Regions from separate parts of the Mus musculus genome. Here all the other regions are linked to region 1. The links are chromatin contacts, called in public HiChIP or PLAC-seq maps. All regions are on one chromosome and are shown on one strand. Each heading gives the region's core, a stretch centred on a gene start, on an enhancer-like site or on the middle of the called end of the contact. The rest is flanking DNA. Distances are from core to core; before and after follow the strand shown. Region 1 holds the start of Zfhx3 (zinc finger homeobox 3). Region 2 overlaps Pmfbp1 (polyamine modulated factor 1 binding protein 1). Region 3 overlaps Gm39242 (a long non-coding RNA gene). Region 4 has its middle 24 kb from the start of Gm35145. Region 5 has its middle 25 kb from the start of Gm39242. Region 6 holds the start of Dhodh (dihydroorotate dehydrogenase). Region 7 holds the start of Ist1 (increased sodium tolerance 1 homolog (yeast)).

Region 1 (3,026 bases), core at 185-2,684:
CTTTTTCAATTAAATTATTAATTGGTTTTCTTTAAGGTGTTCCTGACTCGTGTGGCTAACATAAATAACAGTGTGTTTTGAAAACACCACCTGTTCTTGAGCCCGAGGTCAGGCAGCCTGAAGCAGGTCTATGGAGGCCATACTCTGGCTCAAAAACCCATCCTCCCCCAACCCCCCCAGACCTGCTCTCCCCCTTCCCCAAGTTTGACTAAATTTGGCCTCTGCCCTCCTTTGTCCCTAATCAGACATGATTCCCCAGAGGCAGCTCTTTTCTCCCAAGGTCCTAGCTTGGGGTGGGGGAAGGGAGACGGCGATTGCAATCTTTTTTTTTTTTCTTGTGCTAAAATATAGACAGGGTAACAGACTGCGCCCAACAGGTTAGGTATTTACATCGATTTGAAACCGAATTCTATTGTACCAAAATGCTTCCTACATTGGGGCCCTGTAGTTTTCACCAAGCAAGCCTCCCCCTTTCCTCCCTGTTAGTGTGTGTTTAATGCAAATACGATTCCATACATTCTGCTCTTCGCCGGGTGAGCTTATTATATTTCTAACACTTGCATGGTTCATTATTGTGCAGTAGGAAAAGACTCGCGGCTGCCGGGGGCAGCCTGGGTGGCTGGTTTTCAGAAAGAGAAAAAGCAGGTGTCTTTCTATGCTGGGAATGAAGACTAGATTTAGGAGGAGGGTGGAATTCTGTCTGAGAGGACTGGAGCCTTCCGGTGAGATTTCAAGGGGGCCTGCCTTTGCATAACAGAACGCCAAAGGTGAACCTTGGGAGACCTAGAAGTGCCCAGCTGTCGCTGTGACCAGCCGAGGTAGCCCCGTTGGGTTTGATCCTGGTGGTAGAATCGTCTTGAGCCGGGCCACCTTTCTTGCCCTGTCTGAAATGCTCTGTGGCTCCTAAGGGCAGTCTCCTGATCCTGACAGCGGGTGGTTCCAGGCTGCTTGGCCTTTTCTAGTCGTTTCTTGCTCTCCTCTTCTCCCCCTCTCCTTAGAAACTGTCCTTAAACTCTCAATGGAGAGTGAGTGAGTAGGGGATGTTTTCGTAAGTTTCTGCAGCTGAAAAACAGAAGTGCTCTGTGAAGCAGTTAATAGGATGGGTGTGTGTTTCAAATAAATTCCTGTCCACATTGGCTAAAGTCCCCATGTTAGAGTGGCCTGGCTCTGACGTGGACAGGGCCCAGAGACTGATGGATCAGGGTTCGGAGGCCCCGACTGCTTGTTCTTCTCTTTTGGGGGAGAGACTGGGGGTGGCCGAAGGCGCGTCCGTTTCTTCCAGGCCGGCCTTTGACTTTTGATGAGCGGTGCGGTCAGTGCCTCGCGGGGACGCGGCTTTGTTCCTGCCGGGCCGGTTCCTGGGTTGGTGCAGGCCAGGGCAGCCAAGGCTCCTGTCCCCAGGCGAGTGCGGCCCAGGCCGCCTCCAAGGCTGGTGCTGGGAGCCCGGGCCCGGCAGCTCCGGCCCTGCTCCTGTGTGTTTGTGCGTCTATGTCCCCAGGTCCCCGCAGGCGCGCGGGCGCGGCCACCGCGAGCAGCCCGGCCTGCGCCCAGCGCGACTGTAGATGTCAGGCTTTGCCCGGGGAGCCGAGAGGCTGCGGGGCTGTGAGTTTCAAATTAACCTTCCGCTTTGTTGCTGTGTAATGTGGATCCCCGAAGGCCCCCCGCCCCGCCCGCCCCCCTTCCTCGGGCGGTGCGCGCTGCAAACTGCGAGTTGAGCTTCATTTACATAAAGCGATTCCGGGCGGGCGGGCGGGCGAGCGGGCGGCGCAGGAGGAGGAGAGAGGCGGGCAGGCCGGGACGGGGACCGGGACGCAGCGCCGCGCCCCGTGGGTGAATCCCCGCCGCGCCTGGGGGACCTCCCTCCCCGGGGCAGCCCGCAGATCGCCAGCCCCGGGCCGCCACCATGCGCGCCCCGCCCCTGCCGCCAGGCCCCTCGCTCCTAGCCTGCGCCACCGCCGAGCCCGGGGGGCAGCGGGAGGTGGGGAGAATGCCGCCTGGGGTGGGTAAGTTCGGGGCTCCGCTGCCACTGGAATCTCCCGTTGTCGCGCTGCCCGGCGTGGTGGCCCCCGGACCTCCGAGTGCCTCCTTCCTCCTGAGGTGTACGGAGGCTTTGTGTGCCAGGTGAGTGCAGCCTCCCTCCCCCGCCGCGCCGCTCGCAGCCGGCCTAGCGCTGGAGGCAGGTGCTGCGAGTGAGTCTTGGCTGAACTTCCCATTCTCTTGGGGCGTGTGGGGGAAGGGCAGGCTTGGATGCACTTGAACTCCTAGACTCCAGGAGGAACCTACCTGGGGAGAGAGTGGCTTAGAGTCTGCTGGGCACCAGAGTACGTTCTTCCTCCTATCTCCTCTTGCTTTTCCTTCCCGACCTCCTCCTCCTCCTCCTCCTCCTGCTTTTGGGTTAGTTCCTACCTTGTTAATACTTGGGGGTACTGGTGCCATTGAGAACTTTGGATTCTTTGGTCTAAAACACACCTTCAGCTGCCGGGGGGGGGGGCGGTTATGAAGGAAAGAGAGAGAGAGAGTGAGAGTGTGTTAGAAGTCGCTGGTCAGTTTGCAGCAATGTGAAGAATGTGCCTGTTTGGGGAGTAATTAAAGAGAGAATCAGGGCAGAGCTGGCGGGACCTATGGAGATCATCTTGGCCTGGCTGCTCTCTAATTTCGGTTTGTTCTTCTGCCAGAACCGGTACAGCATTTATTTTGGGGGGCGGGAAGTACGAAGGAAAGGTAAGATTTTTTTTTTAAACTCCATTTAAAGAGGAGAGATATCCAAGTTAGGGTAGCAACAAGAAAAATAACAACAAAAAAACCAAAAACAAAACCAAAACAAAATCCAACTCAAAGTCATTTTGTAGGCTTAGAGAGAAACAAGCTTTCTGGATAACAGCCTTTTCTGTCCTGTGCGTACCTATGTAATGATGATGGTGATGGGAAATCTTACCCTCAGGGGAGAGCCCACAGCCCACATGGCACACTCAAAGGGAGTTTCAGCAGCCAGCCTTAGTGGTGGTACCCAGTGTGCTAAACTGGTT
Region 2 (2,895 bases), core at 307-2,806, 820 kb after region 1:
CAGATCCCCCAGGACTGGAGTTACAGATGGTTGTAAGCCACTATGTAAGAACCAGGAATTGAACTTGGGTCCTCACTGGGCCATCTCTCCAGCCCCAAGATCCATCTTTTTAAAACAGGTTCTATGAGTCTAACGCAAGTCCTTGAAAGCACTGTATGGACCGAGCTATCTCCCCAGCGCAATCTCCCCAGCCCAGACAGACATCTTTGCATCTATGAAACATATCTTATCTACTTAGCAGGTTCCGGAGCTTTTTTTTTTATATTGGCGATATGGTAGCCATAAAGAGAAACGAAGCTGGAGAGATACCAAGCAGCTCAGAAGGGGCTCTGCTCTTCCTATCAGGGAGGCGGAGATGTGCGCGTGCACATCAGCAGCTATGACAGAGCGCCCAATTCCTGTCTGCCTCCTACAGTCGCGCATCTGTGCATGCCAGGAACAGCCTTGATAGTGATGTTCTTGTTCCCTAAAGATAGCCCGCCAGAAGGATTCCATCATGATTCTGCAGACACAGCTGGATTCGGCTATCCAGAAAGAGAAGAACTGTTTCCAGAACATGGTTAGTAAAGAAGCTTATGAGGAACTTGTGCGGAAGTCGGGCAACTGCCAGGACGACCTGACACAGGCCCTGGAGAAGGTGAGGCCACGCAAGGTGAGGCCACGCCCACTCTCTGCCAAAGAAGTAGTCAAAGAAACTCGGGGGGGGGGGGCTACGAGTGGACAGGAGTCAATTTCTTGTATGACTGACACTCTTCAGTGCTTTTTAACCCTTGCCCGGACAGGGCGGTCTGTCCAACGAAGGCCTGCGTTCTCTTAGTTTTATATGTTGGTGTCCTCGGCTTCGTTGTAGGGTGGCAGAGATGATAATATCGAACCAGTCTTCCCGCTCACTGGTGATTCACAGACAGGGTTTTTCCCAAAGTCTGGATTATCAGGGGAATCCATGCCCCGTCTCTGGTGGTCATGTCTACAGATCGGTGGGGAAAAAAAAAAACAAAAAACAAAAAACTGGAAATGGAATGAGGAAGGATGAAAGACTGGGAAGAGAGGTGAAAGCCACCTGCTCTCCCTCCCCTTCCCTCTGGACCACCTGCAGCCTGACCATGGGCACCACCACAGAGAGGGCCTGGGACCTTCTGTACTAAAGACTCAGCCGAGAAGACCAAGGGCCCTGGAGGCCACTCTAATCCACTCTGTGTTTTCTGCTGAAAGCTCACTCAGGCAACCTCAGAGACAAAGAGCCTGAATCGCTCCTTGCAACAGACCCAGGAGAGGAAAGCTCAACTGGAAGATGAAATCGCGGCTTATGAGGAAAGGATGAAAAAGCTCAATATGGAGTTAAAAAAACTGCAGGGCTTCCAACAGCAGAGCGAGCAAGAGGTGAGAGTTTGGGGGTGGGGGAGGGGACGCTCACTCGGGCTCCCTTCCTATTAGAGGTCCACAAGGTCACCTTTTGCAGGCAGAATTATTTAGCACTCAGCCAGTACCCTTTGGCTGCTGGGTTCACTCCACCTTCTCTGCTTGTGGACTGACAGGCAGGCAAGGAAGGAAGATCAGAGCAGGGGCGCCCTCTGCTGGTCACTGGAAATTAAAGGCACACACCCCTGTACTCCCCCCAAGCCAGTCTACTCCTCCTTGCCTGGTCCCGTCTTCCCTACTACCCCTCCCCAATCCCCTCACTTTGCACTCCTGAGTAGGTGCACAACTTTGACAAGAAGCTGGAGGAGATGAGCAACCAGGTGTTGCAGTGGCAGAGGCAGCACCAGAGTGACCTTAAGATGTTGGCAGCTAAGGAGTCGCAGCTCCGAGAATTCCAGGAGGAAATGGCGACCCTAAGAGAGAGCCTCCTTGCAGATGAGAAGGAGGTGGGCACAGTTTGGATTCTGTCACTTCCTCTCCACCCCTCCTGACTGGGCAATTTGGGGGGATGGAAGGAACACACACTTACACACACACACACACACATACACACACACACACACACACACACACACACACACACATGCATTATTCAGCAGGGAGCCGAGTCTGGATAGTTCTGGGTCATTTCTAACCAAGAGAAGCCTGGTCCCAGCAAAAGACTGGGACATCAGTTTCCACTCACAAAGATGCCCCCCTCCCACCCCTACCCTGGTTTGCTGCCCTCTGAGCATGTCCTGCTAGTTTTTGCCATCCAAGCAGATAAGAAGCTTTCTAGACAAGCCACACATCCAGCAACCAGAGCAGGGACATCCACGGCAGACCACAGGGCCCTTGCTCAAATGAAAAAGAAGCACCTCTTCTTCCTGGTTGTCTTCTTCCGTTGGCTGTGTTTATACTTGTTCTAAAACACTGCTGTTTTAGAACAAGTCACTCCACTGCCATTAGCCTGAGAATCATTACTATCAGTGTACATATCAGCCACGAACCGTGCCTCCTCCGAGGTGTCACCACTGTGAGTTACGCAGGTTCCTCATGTGGCAGCTCTAGCCTCAGGTTGGGCAGCAGAGCTGATTTTTTTTTTCTTTTCTCAGAAAGAAGAATCCAGTATTTGGGGGAGGGGGAGGTAGCAGTCGGTGTTCTCATCCCTTATCGTCTTGTTTTTCCTTCCTGTGTGTAAAGCCGTACTCCCCGCCTGCAAAGCTAACCCCCAAAGAAACCTGCAGGCACCACCGGGAGAATGACCAGATTATGAACAACGTGGAACAATGGGCAAAGGAGCAGAAGTGAGTATTTGAGACAGAGGTAGGGTAGGTCCCACGGCCAGGAAGAACTGAGAACCACAGTGACAAGTCAGTCACACATGCTTGCCGGAGAACTCACTCACAAGAACTGAGAATCAGACAAGAGGGGTCTGGCCCTTTCAGGCCATCTTGCAAACCCTGCTATATAGCAACAGAGTAGCATCCGACGGGA
Region 3 (2,853 bases), core at 251-2,750, 890 kb before region 1:
TTAGCCCAGGCCTGGTCTGGGCTTCCCGGTCTCCAGAATCTGACTCTTGTAAAACCATAGCCATTTTGGCTACTGATCCTTTTGGGGTTCTTGGCTTTTTGTTCTCTTGGCCCTTGGATTCTCTCTTCTCTCCCCCTTCCCCTCAGTCTCTCTCTCTCTCTTTCTGTTTCTAGGGCCCAGTTTAGTCTGGACTTTTCCTGACGTTTCTTGTCAGTGCTCTCCCTCATAGCTACAAAAAAAAAAACAAAAACAAAAAACAAAAAACAAAAAACAAAAAAAAAACAAAAAACAAAAAAACAAAAAAACAAAACAAAACCAAAACCCGAAAAAATCTTTCTTCTTAATCCAAACCAAGTGGAGCAATCATGTCTGTCTCCTTTCTTCCTTTCTTTCTTTCTTTCCTTCTTTCTTTCTTTCTTTTCTTTTCTTTCTTTCTTTCTTTCTTTCTTTCTTTCTTTCTTTCTTTCTTTCTTTCTTCTTTCTTTTAAATAAACTTATTCACTTTGGAAAACAAGTGGGGGATAGGGCTAAAGATAACGTAACATGCTCTTTAAATATACATTAACTTTCTTACTACGCTCCTTGGGTGTGGAGACTTGTTATTTTACATGTAGAGGAATTACAAATCATTCTATAGGGACATCAGGGCAGGGAATGCTGTTGCATATTAAGACTGCTGTTTGTGGATCCTTGCGAGGCTTTTCCTTAATGTGATGTAAAGGTTTGTAAGCTGTCATCTCTCTGCTTGTAGGCTGTGTTTTACATAAAATCCTTCAGCTTCATTGACGCCAACCTGGATGTCCTTATCATTGCTATTTACAGTCCTGGGGTAGTAGTGTTAAGCCCGAATGGCATTAATAAAATAATGAACCGCTAGAAATTTGGATGCTCGCAATCACTGGTACCACTCTTTTTTGACACAAATGGCCAGCCTTTCTGGAAATTTGTTTTGCTAAACCTTTTCTTCAAATTCTTCTCTTGCCCTTTGACCTTTAACTTCCTTTCCTTTCTTCCGGTGCCCTCGCTGGCTCCTGATGCACATCTTTTAATCTCCTCCCTCTTTTCTTTGCCTCCTTCCTGACTTCATTCTCCCAGTCCCTCACCTCTTCCTTCCCTTTGCCCTCTCCCTCCCCCTTTTTTCTCCGCTTCCCCTTCTCTTCTTGCCTCTCCGTTCTCTCCCCTCCCTCATCCTTTTTGCCCCTCCTCCCCCCTTTTTCTTCCCTTTCTCCTTCTCTTTTTTTGCTTCCTCCTTTTGGTCCCCCCCCCCTTTCTCTTGCCCCCCTGTTCCCTTTCTCTCTTTGTCATTTCTCTGTGTGAGACGCATTCTTCACAATACTCCATCTTCACTGCTCTGTAGTTAACTCTGGGATGATGGTGTGGAAATTGACCATTGCCTAGCAATCCCGTGTGCGGCTTCTGCCAGCGAACCTGCTCGGCCCAGTCACCCCCTTCCTAAGCTCCACAGCGCGCTCTGCCTTCCTCAGCCAGCGAGCAAGCACTTCCCAGCTCCCACTGTTTGTCGCAGTCCACCTCGACACTCCCGCATCTTCCCGGATGCTTCCTAGGGATCCTTTTGAAATTGTTGCTAGCCTTTTGTTCCAGGCGCGCTCTGAGCTCCTGGGTCAGGCAGCTCGCAGCCTCCCTGGGGCAGTGCTATGATGAATTTTGGCATGGCCAGGCTGTTTAACAACTCCATTGCAGAAGTGCCAGCTTCCTCCAAGACTGAAAGGAGCTGTGATGAGTTTTTCTTTTTTTACCCCCAAAGGCTCCACCAGGTTCCAAAAATACCAAAGATTCCCGCAGATCTCTAAATTATGTGGCAATTTTTTAGAGCCACACCTACCCACTAAAAGTGAATTTTTCTGTTGCAGGAAACACAGCTCCTCTGTGATCTTATTAGTCGAGGGCCGGGATGCTCCTGAGACACATGTTGTTGTAGTCAGTGATTTGTTATTTCAGATTTCAGGTCCTGTCCTTCTTCCCTCGTGAGTGATTATCAATCGCGTGTTTTTGCCTTTTTACAAGTCATAATTGCTATGAAAGATTCTGCCAATTAGTTTAATGTTTGTCTTTTCAGAAACGTTTAGAAGGTGTCCATACTGAGTATACATATTTTAAAAAAATTTTTTTTACTTTAGATTATTTGTGTGGGCGTTTTGCCTGCTTGTCCGTAAGTATACTACATCTGTACCTAGTGTCCTTAGAGACCAGAGAGAGGTTCCCTAGTGCTACAGTTACAGGCAGTGTGAGCTACCAAGTTGGGTGCTGGGAACTGAACCCAGACTCTCTGCAAGAGCAGTAAGTTCTCTTTACCATGGAGTTGTGCCTTTAGCCTCCATGATTCTCTTTTTTTGAGGGTTGAACCAGTTATTTTAGAACCAGTCTGTTTCTGCTTGCATGTGAAAAATTATTTAAATTAGGGTATGTGGCCATCCATTCATATCTGTGGCTTCTGTATTCGTGGGCTTCAACAGCATACAAAAAAATTAGGGAAAGAGTTGTATCTGCTATAGGCAGGTATAGACTGTTCTTGTCATAATTTTTGAAACAGTGCACTGCAGGATCTGTTCACACAGCAATCTACACATGAGTTAAATATACAGGGGGGTGGGCTGAGGGGGAACCTCGGTCTAAGGTAGAGAGCATATGTATGTATTGCCATTTTTGTTTACTTTTCCTCCCTCCCTCCCTCCCTGCTTCCCTCCCTCCCTTTCCCTTTTTTCCTTTTTTCTTTTTTTCCCTTTTTCCCCCTTTCCCCCTTTCCCCCCTTTTCCCTTTCCCTTTTCCTTTTCCTTCCTTCCTTTCTCTCTTTCTCTCTTTGTTCCTTTCTCTCTCCCTCTCTCTCTTAGACAT
Region 4 (2,760 bases), core at 46-2,545, 720 kb after region 1:
CCTCTGGAAAAGCAGTCAGTGCTCTTAACCACTGGGCCATCGCTCCAGCCCTGGTTCCATAACTTATAAATTGACTCTCTGTTTTGGAGTTGTGAACTTTAACTAGAATGGCATACATGTGTGAAACCAGCAAGAGGCCTGCTAACTACTCCATCTCCTGAATAGCTCTTACTGTCAGCTCATCACAACCTGGCATTATCTGGGAAGAAGGAAGCTCAGTTACAGAAGTGGCCAAGTCTGTGCAGTGTCTCCTTAATTGCTAATTGATGTGGGAGGGCCCAGCCCACTGTGGGCGGTACCATCCCCTATGCAGTGGTCCTGGGCTATATAAGGAAGCTAACTGAGCCTGAGGGCCAATAATCCAAATTCCTTCATGGTTTGCACCCTGACTTCCCTCAATGGTGGATTGTGAACTGGGCGTGTAAACTGAATATGCCCTTTGCCTCCTCCAAGTTGCTTTTGACCCGGCCGTTTGTTGCAGCAACAGAAACAAAACTAGAAACCCCAGGTAACTGTTGGCTATTGACTATGGAATAAGAAACACAAAGAGAAGTTAGTGTATTTCTTTTCATACGGAGGAAGATGGATCCCATACTCAGACCCGGAACTGTTTGGAGTGATAAGAATGAATGTCTCAACATGAAAGTATGGCATACGTATGTAAGTGACATCAAGGACCCTCTATTTTATGTCTCTCCTGCCACGAGTATCTATTTAGACTTATAATATAAACATCTGTTCTTTTCTCTCACAGCTTCTCCCTCCCCCCCCCCCACGCCCTCCCTCCAACCCCCTTCATCCGCCAGTCCCTTTTCACGGACAAACTCCTCGGTATGAAATCTCTGCTTTCTTTGTTTTCCTGGTTTCCATTTTGTAATCTAAAATATTCACTCCAAGTTCCGCTTGACAGACGTCCCTAATCTAATCTCCACGTCTGCTTTCTAATTTTCACACTCAGGATAAAACAAATCGGTTGGAGTTAATTGCTGGAGCAGCGGGCCGGAGCTCTGAGCTGTGATTTATGAGCTGAATACGGGCGCTCTGCAACACATTTTTCTTAATTTATTTTTAATGAGTCTCTCAATTAATTTTCTTGGAAACATCTTAATGATGTTGGAGGCGGGTGTTAATGAGGTCTGCACAGCTCCTAATTTTGCATATTTTAAAGTGCCTAATGTCACCTCGCAACCCTTTCTTCCCATTTTAGGAAGGGATGAGGGGAGCGATTATTGTTGAATGGAGAGTCTTCCCTCTTCACATCTCTGTCTTTGCTTAACCTTTCAGACATTATGGGCTTAGGGCGTGTCTCGGCGGCAATCACGTGTTCCCTGCTCCCCTCCCCCCACTCTTGCTGTCTCCGGGCTCTGGAATCTGAGAAACTAAAGCTAGCAAAGGAGGGACAAGGCAGGGTTTCTGGGAAATGGAGAGTTCTGGAAGCAGCAGCTCTGAGTGAAACACTGAGAGGGTACTTGTACCTGGTACCCCGTCCTTTCTGCGAGCAGGGGATGTAAGGGAGGGGCGTGGGAAAACAGCTCACGGGATGTATGTGTTCAGAGCCTTGTGTCCCCAGAGGTCTCTGCAGGCCTCAGAGCATCTCATCCCGGCCAGGCTACCTTACTGTGACAAGCATGCCATTGTCCAGCCCTCCCTGATCCCTTTTCAAAGCTACAATAAGCCGGCACCAGGCTTCAGTCCGTCTTTGTTAGAGACTGTTTGCTGATTAATAGTCATTAAAGATTTCTATAGAAAATTTTCAAAATAATGGGTTAATAATACTGGCCAAAGGCAGTCTAAAAAGTATAGATAGGCCCTATTTAAATTGTGCTGCTTCTTTCTCTGTGTTTTCCTGTTTGTGGGCATTCTAGTTCGTTTTATATATTTGTGACGGTATTGAATATCAATTCTTTCTTAAAACAAACAGCAAATCCATTTTAAATATCATTTTCACGGCTGCTTAATATTCTCCTCGGTAGGTATATCAAAAGTTACGAAACCATTCCACCGTGCTAAGCATCTAAGCTAAGACTCACATATATCCTGTGATGAATCTCTGTACGGCGCTTTTTTTTTTTAAAGCAAGGGTTTTTGTTTTTGTTTTTATTTTTATTTTTTTGGTAAAGCAGTCTAAGAAATTGGTATTGCTTTAAAGAATACAATCCCTTTTAAGCCTTCTGATACATATTTCCGAATTATTTCCTAATCTAAAGGGCCGGGCCAGGTTATTTCCAATAGCAAAATATGAGGGTGCATTTCTCCCATCATGCAGTGGTCTACGTATTACAATATTAAAACTAAACGGCCAGGTTTAGAGTCACTTTTTTATTTTCTTCACTAGTTCAACTCTTTGGAGTGATGTCAGTGTGCCCTTCCTTGGGCTTTAATGAAAGAGGCTATATATCAACGGAAACCTGGATCCACGTGACCTGTCCGCGCAGCACGTGTTTCCTGCCCTCCTCCGTAGATGCTTTCTGCCCCTGTCACCTCATTGTTCATAACTCAGTACTCTGTACATTGTTCATCTGTACTCTGTCCCTCCCCTTGTGTGGAACACCAGTCTCAAACCTCCGTCCACAGTAGCTGAGCTGTCTGAATCTTCCCAGTGGCCTCTGGGGCTCAGTGTCACTATCCCCATCTGGATGAAGATCCCCATTCAAGCAGCAACCATGAGCTTCGGACATGGAAGTCTCCTGTGAGGCAGCGGATACATGCTCATTCAGTCAGTGAGCCAGTCCCAATGGTAGATTGAATATGCTTGGCCCA
Region 5 (2,791 bases), core at 235-2,734, 850 kb before region 1:
AAATGCCCAATGAGCAATAGGTCCTGTGAAAGACCCTATTCAAAACTGTAAGGAGGCCGGGCGTGGTGGCGCACACCTTTAATCCCAGCACTCGGGAGCCAGAGGCAGGTGGATTTCTGAGTTCGAGGCCAGCCTGGTCTACAAAGTGAGTTCCAGGACAGCCAGGGCTACACAGAGAAACCCTGTCTCGAAAAACCAAAAACCAAAAACCAAAAACAAAAACAACCCCCCCCCCAAAAAAAAAAAAACCAAAAAAACCAAAACCAAAACCAAAAAAAACCCAAAAAACTGTAAGGAGGAGAGCATCTGAAAAAAACAAAAACAAAAAACCAGAAGACATCCTAAGTCAGTCTCTGGCCTCCACACACTCTTGTACACGTACACACACACACACACACACACACACACCCAAACAAAAAGAAGGCCACTGCTTGTCATCTGTTCAGGCTACTTCATAAAAATTTATCTCCTATAGTCAGCACAATGTGATACGAATAGATGTCATTGTCATTTTGCAGCTGAGGAGACTGAAATCACAGGTGCTGAAAGACCTGCCCAGACTTGTATGTAATGAAGCTGGGAATGGCCCGGCTTGGTTCTCTTTCTGTTATCAATGTTAATTTTTGTGTATTCTTAACTTAAGGGAATGTCTGATGTTGCTGTTTAAGTTCCTTCCTTCCTTCCTTTGGAGTACTGGAAACTAGTACCTCATATGTGTTAGGCCAATCACCGTTTACTTTACATCTTACATTTTATTCAATTAAAAATTATCTCTATGTGTCTGTCTGTCTGTCTGTCTCTCTCTCTGTGATATGTGTGTTTGTACAGGCAGGGGTTGTGCATGTGTTATGTGCAGATCAGAGGATGAGCTTTTGGGAGTTGATACTCTTTTTTTTCCTCCGTGGGAGCCAGGGCTTGACCACTGATCAGTAGACTAGCGCAACAAGTATTTTTGTCTGCTGAGTTGTTTCTCTGGCTTTTACATTTTATTTTGAGATTGTGTCTTCTCACGTTGCCTAGAGTAGTACTGAACTCACTCTGTAGCTCAGCCTGGCCTTGAATTTTTGATTGTTCTGAATTTGTCTTCTAGGTAGCTGGGACTGTAGGCCTATGCTCAGTGTAGTACCAGATGGAGATAAATTGAAACAAGACAGAAGAACTCTAGGAATCCTGTCTCACTAGTCACACTTTGGGAGCTTGGTTGCCACCATTGGCTACTTGCTGTCTAGCACAGCTGTGGGGATGCTTGGTTCCATTCTGGGGACATTCTGTAAAACAGGGCTTCTAGAGAGCTTGCTTCAAGTGTTCAGGAATTTTGTGATATGAGAGTACACCTGCTGAAAGAGGACAAAACATGTGATTAAGGAAGGAGGAGGGAACTCCAGTAAGCCAGTGTGAGCCAGTGTGAGCCAGTGTGAGTCAGTGTGAGCCAGGGAGTCAGTGTGAGCCAGTGTGAGCCAGTGTGAGCCAGTATGAGCCAGTATGAGCCAGGGAGCCAATATGAACTAGTGTGAGCCAGGGGGCCAGTGTGAGTCAGTGTGAGCCAGTGTGTGGCAGTGTGTGCCAGTGTGAGGCAGTGTGAACCAGCGTGAGTCAGTGTGAGCCAGGGAGTCAGTGTGAGCCAGTGTGTGGCAATGTGTGCCAGTGTGAGGCAGTGTGAACCAGCGTGAGGCAGTGTGAGCCAGGGAGCTAGTGAGTCAGTTCTGTTGATTTGGAGTACTAGGCATATATTATGCAGAGCATAACAAGAGGAAAAGACAGGATCCCTTCCTGGAGCCTGAGAAAAGAAATGCAGGGCGGCTGCCTTGGAAATGCGGTAGTTAGTGAATAAGTGTTCATGTCCATAGGACGCTGCTTCTGCGCCGGATGCTTGAGGGTCCATATTAAAGACAGACTTGGTCTGGTGCACAGTTTGTGGATCCTGTGATTTTTCAGAACTCCCAGAAAAGCTGACAGGAACCGTGCAGATAGAAACCATTCATTCCATCAACAGTCATGAGCGAATATTGGCTATTATTTTCTTCCTCAACAAATGTGGGAGATAGATTGCCTCGGGCAAAATAGTATTTTACACATGGTTTCCCCATAGCCCTGTGCATATCCAGCGCTCTTCTCAAAATGTTTGCATTTCTCCTTCCAAAAAGGAATTTGCATGACATTTCAGACTCACATTCTGTCTAGAAAGCAAATCCTGGCTTTTCATATTTAAATTCAAAGCTTTCTGATGTAAAATCTGCCAAGTGGATGCATGTTCCAAATTAGGTTCTTACAGCACAGGAGGGGTTTTTTTTTTTTTTTTTTTGACCATTAAAATAATTTTTAGGGAAAAATTCCTAACATCGTGTCATCCTTCTTTCTTGGTTAAGGGCAATCATTGGTGTTGACTGAATGCTCTGTCTGGTCGTCTACTTAGGAATCCAGCCTGAGCATCGTTTTGGTGGCACTACTCGGAGACACACAGGCATGTGCTGTCATTAGCCAGCCACATGATGACATGACCCCTCTGTTTTAAAGGCCATTTATAGCCTATTTGACAGCAGCTGCAAAGAGAAAAACAAAATGCACCAAACCAACAAAACATACCCTTGAGGGAGTTGACTGAAAAGCAACATAATTAGCAAAGACAGATGAGGTACTGAGCTTGAAAGACAGATCTGGTAAAATTCACAAAGCGTACCTTCCACAGTAACTTCTTAGGGGTTTGCTATTGATGAATATTGAGTATTGATAGTGTTGAGAATTTTGATTGTTCTTTACCACAGATACTATTTTGAGGAGATTTTAATATTAA
Region 6 (2,730 bases), core at 119-2,618, 890 kb after region 1:
TATGCTTTTCGATAACTATCACTGCCAGATGCTATGTGGCTAATGCACTCATTCGATCCTTCACCAAAGGCAAGCAAACCTGTTCTTCAGGAGAGTGTAACCCAAGAGACAAACTAATGGCCACATAAACATAGAGCCATGACAAGTGACATGAAGGGATAAATCATGGAAGGATCTTGAGGAAGCGAGTAAAAGCTGACTTTCAAAGGTTAGACACAAGCTAAAGAGGAGATAGCAGCTGGAGAAGAGATCTCTAGGTGGATGAGGCCAATGAGAGGGGCCAAGGCATGGGGGAGGGATAGACGGCTGCTTGGAACTAAAAGGAAAACACTGCTTTAAATGAAACAGGAGAAAAGAAGAGAGGCGTCAGCCAACATTTGGCTAACAGATTTGGTTTAAGTGCACGTGCTGCTCTGCCAGAGGAACTGAGTTCGGTTCCAGCTCCCATGTCAGGCGGCTCACAACTGGAGCTCTAGAGGATCCAAAACCCTCTGGTCTCAGAGGGTATCTGCACTCACGTGTGCACACACGCACGTGCGCGCGCGCCTACACTTTTTTTTTTTTTTTTAATGGGATTTGTCCACTAAACAAGGAAGTAGCAGATATGATCAGATTTGCCTGCAACACAAACCAAGTATTCATTCTCCCTCCTCGGGGAGTTTGCAGAAATTCCTCAAGTCAAGCACCAGTATCTGTGCCCTTTTTCCAGACCAGGGTCACAACTAAGAACTCTTCACATGGAACTTCCATTCTGACCACACTTGATCCAAAAGGGTGGCCTTATGTCTTATTTCATCCCTCCTTGGAGCGTAGGCGATCGTGTCCTCACAAAGGCCCGATACTTGGATCAATTTAAAAAAAAAAAAAATGCCCGCGTATCTCTCAGGTTCAGCCTAGCCTCTGCCCACATACGCTTGCTTTTTGCATGCCCTTAGCTGTGCACGTGCAGGTCACACTTCAAGGGTCCCAGCCTTTCAGTTTCCCAGCCTCATCCCCCTCCCTGCCGGTTATCCACACCACGAATGAGCTTCCCCGCGCAGGACTCACTCTCAGCTGTCTCCACGCCATGCTCCTTCTGCCATTAAGCCCGCCTCTGCCTGCATCCCATTGGAGAATGTGGGCTCGGCTCCACCTATCTCCCAAGCCCCACCAGCCGGCCCGCCCCTAGACGTTGATTGGACAGCCGAACGCGTGCGCTCTGCCCGGAGTCAGGCTCCGTGGCGGGACGTGCCTACTTTCTGTCTTGTCGCTGTCGCGCCTCCTAAGGGACGCTGCTCTGAAGTCGCGCACCCTTCCTTCGGTGCAACCGTGAGGAGGAGGCTTCCGGAAGTCTCGAGTGGGGAGCAGACGCTTCCGAAATCTGCAGACCAACCCCAGCGCCCGGTAGTGCGCACTACCCTAATGCTTCCCTGTCCCTGGGAAGGAAACAAAGGGCGATGCAGCCCGAAGGTTCCGCACGGTTGTCTTTATGCCGGTGCTGCGGTATGGCTTTCATAGCCCCCTTTCTGAAACAGAAATCCTAAGAATTCTGTTTTATCAGGGCAGTGGTGGCGCCGGCCTTTAATCCCAGCGCTTGGCAGGCAAAGGCAAGCATATCTCTGTGAGTTTGAGGCCAGCCTGGTCTACAGAATGAGTTCCAGGAGAGCCTAGGCTACAACATGGAGAAACCCTGTCTCTACAGGGAGAAGGAAAAAAAAAGTACACTCATGCAAACACACAAAAATTTACCCACTGGTTTTAAAAGTAAACTCTGAGGTGTTGATAAGTAAATATGGTTTTATTTTTAAGATAATCTTATGGTGTAGGCCAGGTTTTTCTAAAAACCAATCCTGCCTCAGCACTCAAGTGCCTCTGTGCCAAGCGTTTACAGAGGCCAGAGGAGGGCATTGAATCCTCTGGAACGGTAGTTACAGATGATTGGACCCACGTACTCTGGCCCTTAACCTTATGTTTGTATCCTATTGTCCCCCTTCCCACTGGTCCCCTTCCTTTTCTGGAATAATACTTCCCCACTTTAGGTCATAATTTGGGTCAGGTTACAGGAGGCTGGAGAGATAGCTCAGCTGTTAGCACTTGATGTTCTTGGCGAGGACCCAAGTTCCGTTTCCAGCACCCACATCAGGTAGCTCACAACTGCCTGTAACTCCAGGACCACATTTCTTCTGGGGCACTGTACTGGTTTTCCCATACCAACAGGTAGATGTGTGTGTGTGTACACATAAATTCTAAAAATAAGTCCTTTTAAGGTCTGTATCCTGCATACAAGAAAAAAAGCATATTTAGCAGTCTGAGATTGGCTTGCTTCATGTAACATGATCTCCAGTCCCATACATTTTCCTGTAAATTACCTCATTTTATTCTTTCTAATGGTTGAATGTTGTTCCATACCATATATGTATCATATATATCATTATCTTGATCTGTTTGTCTGTTACTGCTTCCATAAACTGGCTGTTGTGAATATTGCTCCAAAAAACATAGATATACAGGTACCTCGGTCATATGCCAGCTTGGATTATTTAGGGACTATACCTAGAAGTGACGTATCTAGGAGTTTGGGTTAGTGATTGAATGTTTGTTTGTTTGTTTTAAATTTGTTGTTCTGTGTGTGAGAGAGTTCAGACAGCAGCCTGCTATGGCAGACATGTGTAGGCCAGTAAATAACTCTGGGGGGGGGTGGGGGCGGGGGCATGGTACATGTATAAAGATCAGGGTACAACTCGCAGGAAT
Region 7 (2,794 bases), core at 5-2,504, 980 kb after region 1:
GATATGCCTGGGACCCTAGATAAAGGGTCTAGGCAAAACACCATACACATAAAATAAATATTTAAAGAAAAAAAAAAGGAAACCTCGTTATCAGTAATTTAAGGGTTCCACATGAAATAATTTTCATAGACTACACTTCGTTTTGGGAAGTGTTGGCACTTTAAACCACAAAAGGTTACATATAATTGGGACCTGATCCCGATTAGAGCCTAAATTAAGTGGATCAGAGTCTACTTAAGGACTCTAGAGGCTCGGGTCTTGTTAGAAACCAGAGGCACAAGAAGAAAAAGAGAAAGGCTACGAAAGTAATCAGGGGAAGAAAGCATTGTTTTTATCAAGTGAAAATGTTAAGAAGCCGCGTGACTTAAACACAAGGATGCGGTGAAGTTCCCCCACGAAGGTCAAAAAACCTTGAAGGGTGTGAGATGTTAACAAATGTACCGACTAATATTTTACTAAGCTGGAAAAAGACATGCATATGGAAATGGAAAAGTCTGACTGAAACAATGAAACACAGGTTGATTGTTTGATGGAGGGATTATACTGTTTTGTTCTCGTAAGAACAAAAAAACAAAAACAAAAACAAAAACAAACAAAACCAGAACAAACACCAAGAAGGCACAACAAAAGAAATGACAGTCTCCTCCCGGGAGCCATTCAACAACAACAGACTGTACACAATAAGCCCCCGTAGCCTCCCCCTGACATCAGTCGGCCGCAGCCCTGGTCCGGTCCGCATCCTAGCTCAAGTTCAAGGTCCTGAGGGCCACGCCTGACCCCAGGACCCGGAAGAGGAGCGCTCCCTCGGGCTCTCCTGGTCTGACTCACCCCGCAGCAACCGCGGCGGTGGGGACAAGGCCTCCCTCAGGGTCCCGACCCGACCGCACTGCAGAGGGGTGTCTCCTCAGTGCCCGGCTCATGCCGGGGGCAACAGCGACGCCAGCACCTGTCTAGGCGGTCCCACCTCCTCCCACGGCCGGAGCCCGACCTCAGGCCTGACCCCGACTGCCAGGGCTTCCCCCGCTGACACGGCGCGGACGGCTTGTCCTCACGGTCCTACAGACTAACGCTGGGGTTCCGTAAAAGCGGGACGTAGATGGAAGAGGGAGACAAAGATGCTTAGGTCTAAGGAGGGCACGCTCACCTGGAGGGATCCGGACGTGAAAACGGAAGAAGCCGACTTCCGAGGAGCCGCTCGGCATCCAAAATGGCGACTCCCTCGACCTCCCCACCGCGGACTCGAGCGGAGGAATCCAAGGGGGCGGTGTTAGCCACGCCCTACCTAGCAGGGATTGGCTGCGCACACAACAAGGGGCGGAGCGAGGGACTATTTCCCACGGCGGAGGCGTGGGACCTGACTTGTGACACTTAACGTCACGCAGTGGGTTGAGTCATTTGCTAAGGGCGCGCCTTGCAATTTGCCCCGGGCGCGGCGGGGCGGGTGGAGGCTTCTCCTGGATTCTGTGCCCGGTACCCTTGTTCCAGATTCTTCCAGCCCCTGGAAAAACCGGCTGCAGACTGTCTCGCAAACGCCCGCGGATCCGAGCGGAGTCTGGCTTCCCCACTTAGCTCACCGGTCGGTCGGTCGGTCGGTCGGTCGGTCCTGGGACTCCGACCTCGGAGGGATGGTTGGGCGAGATTCAGCGCTGTGGAGCCGACTTTCCTCCACCGCCTCTCTTTCCACCGACACTGTCCGCCCCGCACCTTCACTAATGTACTCTGCACAGCCTCCACTCTCGCTCTTATTTTGTATCTGTATTCAGAGGCTTTTCTGGGCTTGAAAGCGAGAAAGAGCCTTCCTGTTCTCTGGCTCTTGGCCCTGCTATGAGGCCACAGCTATCAAGACCAAAACTGTGGCTTGTCTTGGGTCAGTGGTAAAACGAGGACTGCAGGTTACTTTGGGAGGATAATATGAATTGAAAATAACTGGCTTGTAACCATGTGCCGCTGTTCAAAGCTCCAGGATACTAGGACCTTAGAATTACACAATATTTGGTTCCCATAAAATGTTCAGATCGTTCCCCCAGCAAAATATTTGCATAGAAAAATTGTAGTTCTGCAATGAGATCATGACATTTGTGGCTAACACTTTCTACACACACAGTCCCAACAACAAAGTACAATGATAGAAAAATTTCCCCTGAAGCACAAATTAGTTTATTGGGCTCATTTACAGACCATAGGTGACAAGTCACTTAACAAGCAAGTGAGTAATCACTCTCCTTCAAATAAGCTTGCACTGGAAAGTATCCAGTAGAAATGAAGGCTTCCTGGCATGGATGGAGCCCACTTCCCTACTGCTCTCCAGCCCACACTCTAGCCCCTCCCCAGGCTACACGTAATTAGGGCGGAAGTACGTTCAACAGCTGGTATCGATTGCAGGCATACCCAGGTGAGGGTTCCAAGACCCTCTTGGCCCCTCCTTCAAATATGATGATCTTTGGGCACAGCTACATTCCTGAAGATGGCTGTTGTTTGGCTCCGATGATAGAAAAGTATCGCAGCACTTAAGGGGCAGGTTGTTCATATTTAAAGTGCCTAGGGACAACCCAACCGAAGGTGCGAATGTGTGTGGACATTGTTTAGATACAGTTTCAAACTAACCAATCCTTTTTTTTTTTCAGATGAATGTCATTAGATAATAAAGGCATACATATCAGATATTGTTATTTTGTATAAAATCTTTTCATGTAAGAAATGCCTATGTGTATAAAGGTAAAATGGCAGCCATAAAGCTTCAGTTTGTTTGTTTAATGGTGATGAGGACTGGAGTGTCCTTGCTAGCTTTATTATG

The links. HiChIP or PLAC-seq counts read pairs in DNA pulled down with a chosen protein or histone mark.
Region 2: an H3K4me3 HiChIP or PLAC-seq map of embryonic midbrain shows a contact between it and region 1, with 6 times the contacts expected there. The contact joins the enhancer-like site here to the promoter of Zfhx3 in region 1. A contact is called at or near these places in 2 of 39 promoter capture datasets (hippocampal neurons and stem cell-derived epiblast-like cells) and 7 of 115 datasets of contacts at active chromatin or transcription factors (embryonic forebrain, embryonic hindbrain, embryonic limb bud and 4 more).
Region 3: an H3K27ac HiChIP or PLAC-seq map of embryonic stem cells shows a contact between it and region 1, with 5 times the contacts expected there. The contact joins the enhancer-like site here to the promoter of Zfhx3 in region 1. A contact is called at or near these places in 6 of 39 promoter capture datasets (cranial neural crest, frontonasal cranial neural crest, hippocampal neurons and 3 more), 19 of 484 Hi-C or Micro-C datasets (cerebellum, cranial neural crest, embryonic fibroblasts and 6 more), 17 of 115 datasets of contacts at active chromatin or transcription factors (craniofacial prominence, differentiating embryonic stem cells, embryonic basal ganglia and 10 more) and 1 of 9 other capture datasets (embryonic stem cells).
Region 4: an H3K4me3 HiChIP or PLAC-seq map of embryonic forebrain shows a contact between it and region 1, with 5 times the contacts expected there. The contact joins the enhancer-like site here to the promoter of Zfhx3 in region 1. A contact is called at or near these places in 3 of 484 Hi-C or Micro-C datasets (embryonic cerebral cortex, embryonic fibroblasts and uterus), 9 of 115 datasets of contacts at active chromatin or transcription factors (craniofacial prominence, embryonic basal ganglia, embryonic forebrain and 6 more) and 1 of 9 other capture datasets (embryonic stem cells).
Region 5: a contact with region 1 is called in an H3K4me3 HiChIP or PLAC-seq map of embryonic forebrain, with 12 times the contacts expected there. The contact joins the enhancer-like site here to the promoter of Zfhx3 in region 1. A contact is called at or near these places in 4 of 39 promoter capture datasets (cranial neural crest, frontonasal cranial neural crest, maxillary cranial neural crest and 1 more) and 11 of 115 datasets of contacts at active chromatin or transcription factors (craniofacial prominence, embryonic basal ganglia, embryonic forebrain and 7 more).
Region 6: an H3K4me3 HiChIP or PLAC-seq map of embryonic hindbrain shows a contact between it and region 1, with 3 times the contacts expected there. The contact joins the promoter of Dhodh here to the promoter of Zfhx3 in region 1. A contact is called at or near these places in 3 of 39 promoter capture datasets (the 3T3-L1 cell line, the HPC-7 cell line and pre-B cells) and 3 of 115 datasets of contacts at active chromatin or transcription factors (bone marrow-derived macrophages, embryonic hindbrain and embryonic midbrain).
Region 7: a contact with region 1 is called in a FOXA1 HiChIP or PLAC-seq map of pancreatic cancer cells. The contact joins the promoter of Ist1 here to the promoter of Zfhx3 in region 1. A contact is called at or near these places in 1 of 484 Hi-C or Micro-C datasets (the HL-1 cell line) and 1 of 115 datasets of contacts at active chromatin or transcription factors (pancreatic cancer cells).

The regions. Positions count from the first base shown.
Region 1 is chr8:108,713,210-108,716,235 of GRCm38.p6, forward strand. Zfhx3 (zinc finger homeobox 3) reads left to right here and starts at 1,435. Exons shown (of 10, transcript NM_007496.2): 1 at 1,435-2,121.
Region 2 is chr8:109,535,340-109,538,234 of GRCm38.p6, forward strand. It overlaps Pmfbp1 (polyamine modulated factor 1 binding protein 1), which reads left to right. Exons shown (of 21, transcript NM_019938.3): 15 at 473-637; 16 at 1,213-1,380; 17 at 1,698-1,865; 18 at 2,602-2,705. Among named protein-coding and RNA genes, the nearest start is that of Dhx38, 29 kb to the right of the region's middle. Within about 2 kb of position 1,557, at least 24 of the 459 cell types and tissues checked have an H3K27ac peak or open chromatin away from gene starts, as enhancers often do.
Region 3 is chr8:107,823,266-107,826,118 of GRCm38.p6, forward strand. The region is part of intron 2 of Gm39242 (a long non-coding RNA gene); the gene reads right to left. It overlaps Gm42040 (a long non-coding RNA gene), which reads left to right. Exons shown (of 3, transcript XR_879157.1): 3 at 1-25. Among named protein-coding and RNA genes, the nearest start is that of Gm39242, 9.6 kb to the right of the region's middle. Within about 2 kb of position 1,501, at least 43 of the 459 cell types and tissues checked have an H3K27ac peak or open chromatin away from gene starts, as enhancers often do. A contact at or near this core is called in differentiating embryonic stem cells, embryonic stem cells and stem cell-derived epiblast-like cells, where this site is marked.
Region 4 is chr8:109,435,911-109,438,670 of GRCm38.p6, forward strand. It overlaps a transcript of Pmfbp1 not described here. Among named protein-coding and RNA genes, the nearest start is that of Gm35145, 24 kb to the right of the region's middle. Within about 2 kb of position 1,296, at least 33 of the 459 cell types and tissues checked have an H3K27ac peak or open chromatin away from gene starts, as enhancers often do. A contact at or near this core is called in embryonic cerebral cortex and embryonic forebrain, where this site is marked.
Region 5 is chr8:107,858,332-107,861,122 of GRCm38.p6, forward strand. No RefSeq gene overlaps it. Among named protein-coding and RNA genes, the nearest start is that of Gm39242, 25 kb to the left of the region's middle. Within about 2 kb of position 1,485, at least 17 of the 459 cell types and tissues checked have an H3K27ac peak or open chromatin away from gene starts, as enhancers often do.
Region 6 is chr8:109,607,305-109,610,034 of GRCm38.p6, forward strand. Dhodh (dihydroorotate dehydrogenase) reads right to left here and starts at 1,369. Exons shown (of 9, transcript NM_020046.3): 1 at 1,048-1,369. The coding sequence starts at 1,068.
Region 7 is chr8:109,692,040-109,694,833 of GRCm38.p6, forward strand. Ist1 (increased sodium tolerance 1 homolog (yeast)) reads right to left here and starts at 1,255. Exons shown (of 10, transcript NM_028018.2): 1 at 1,145-1,255.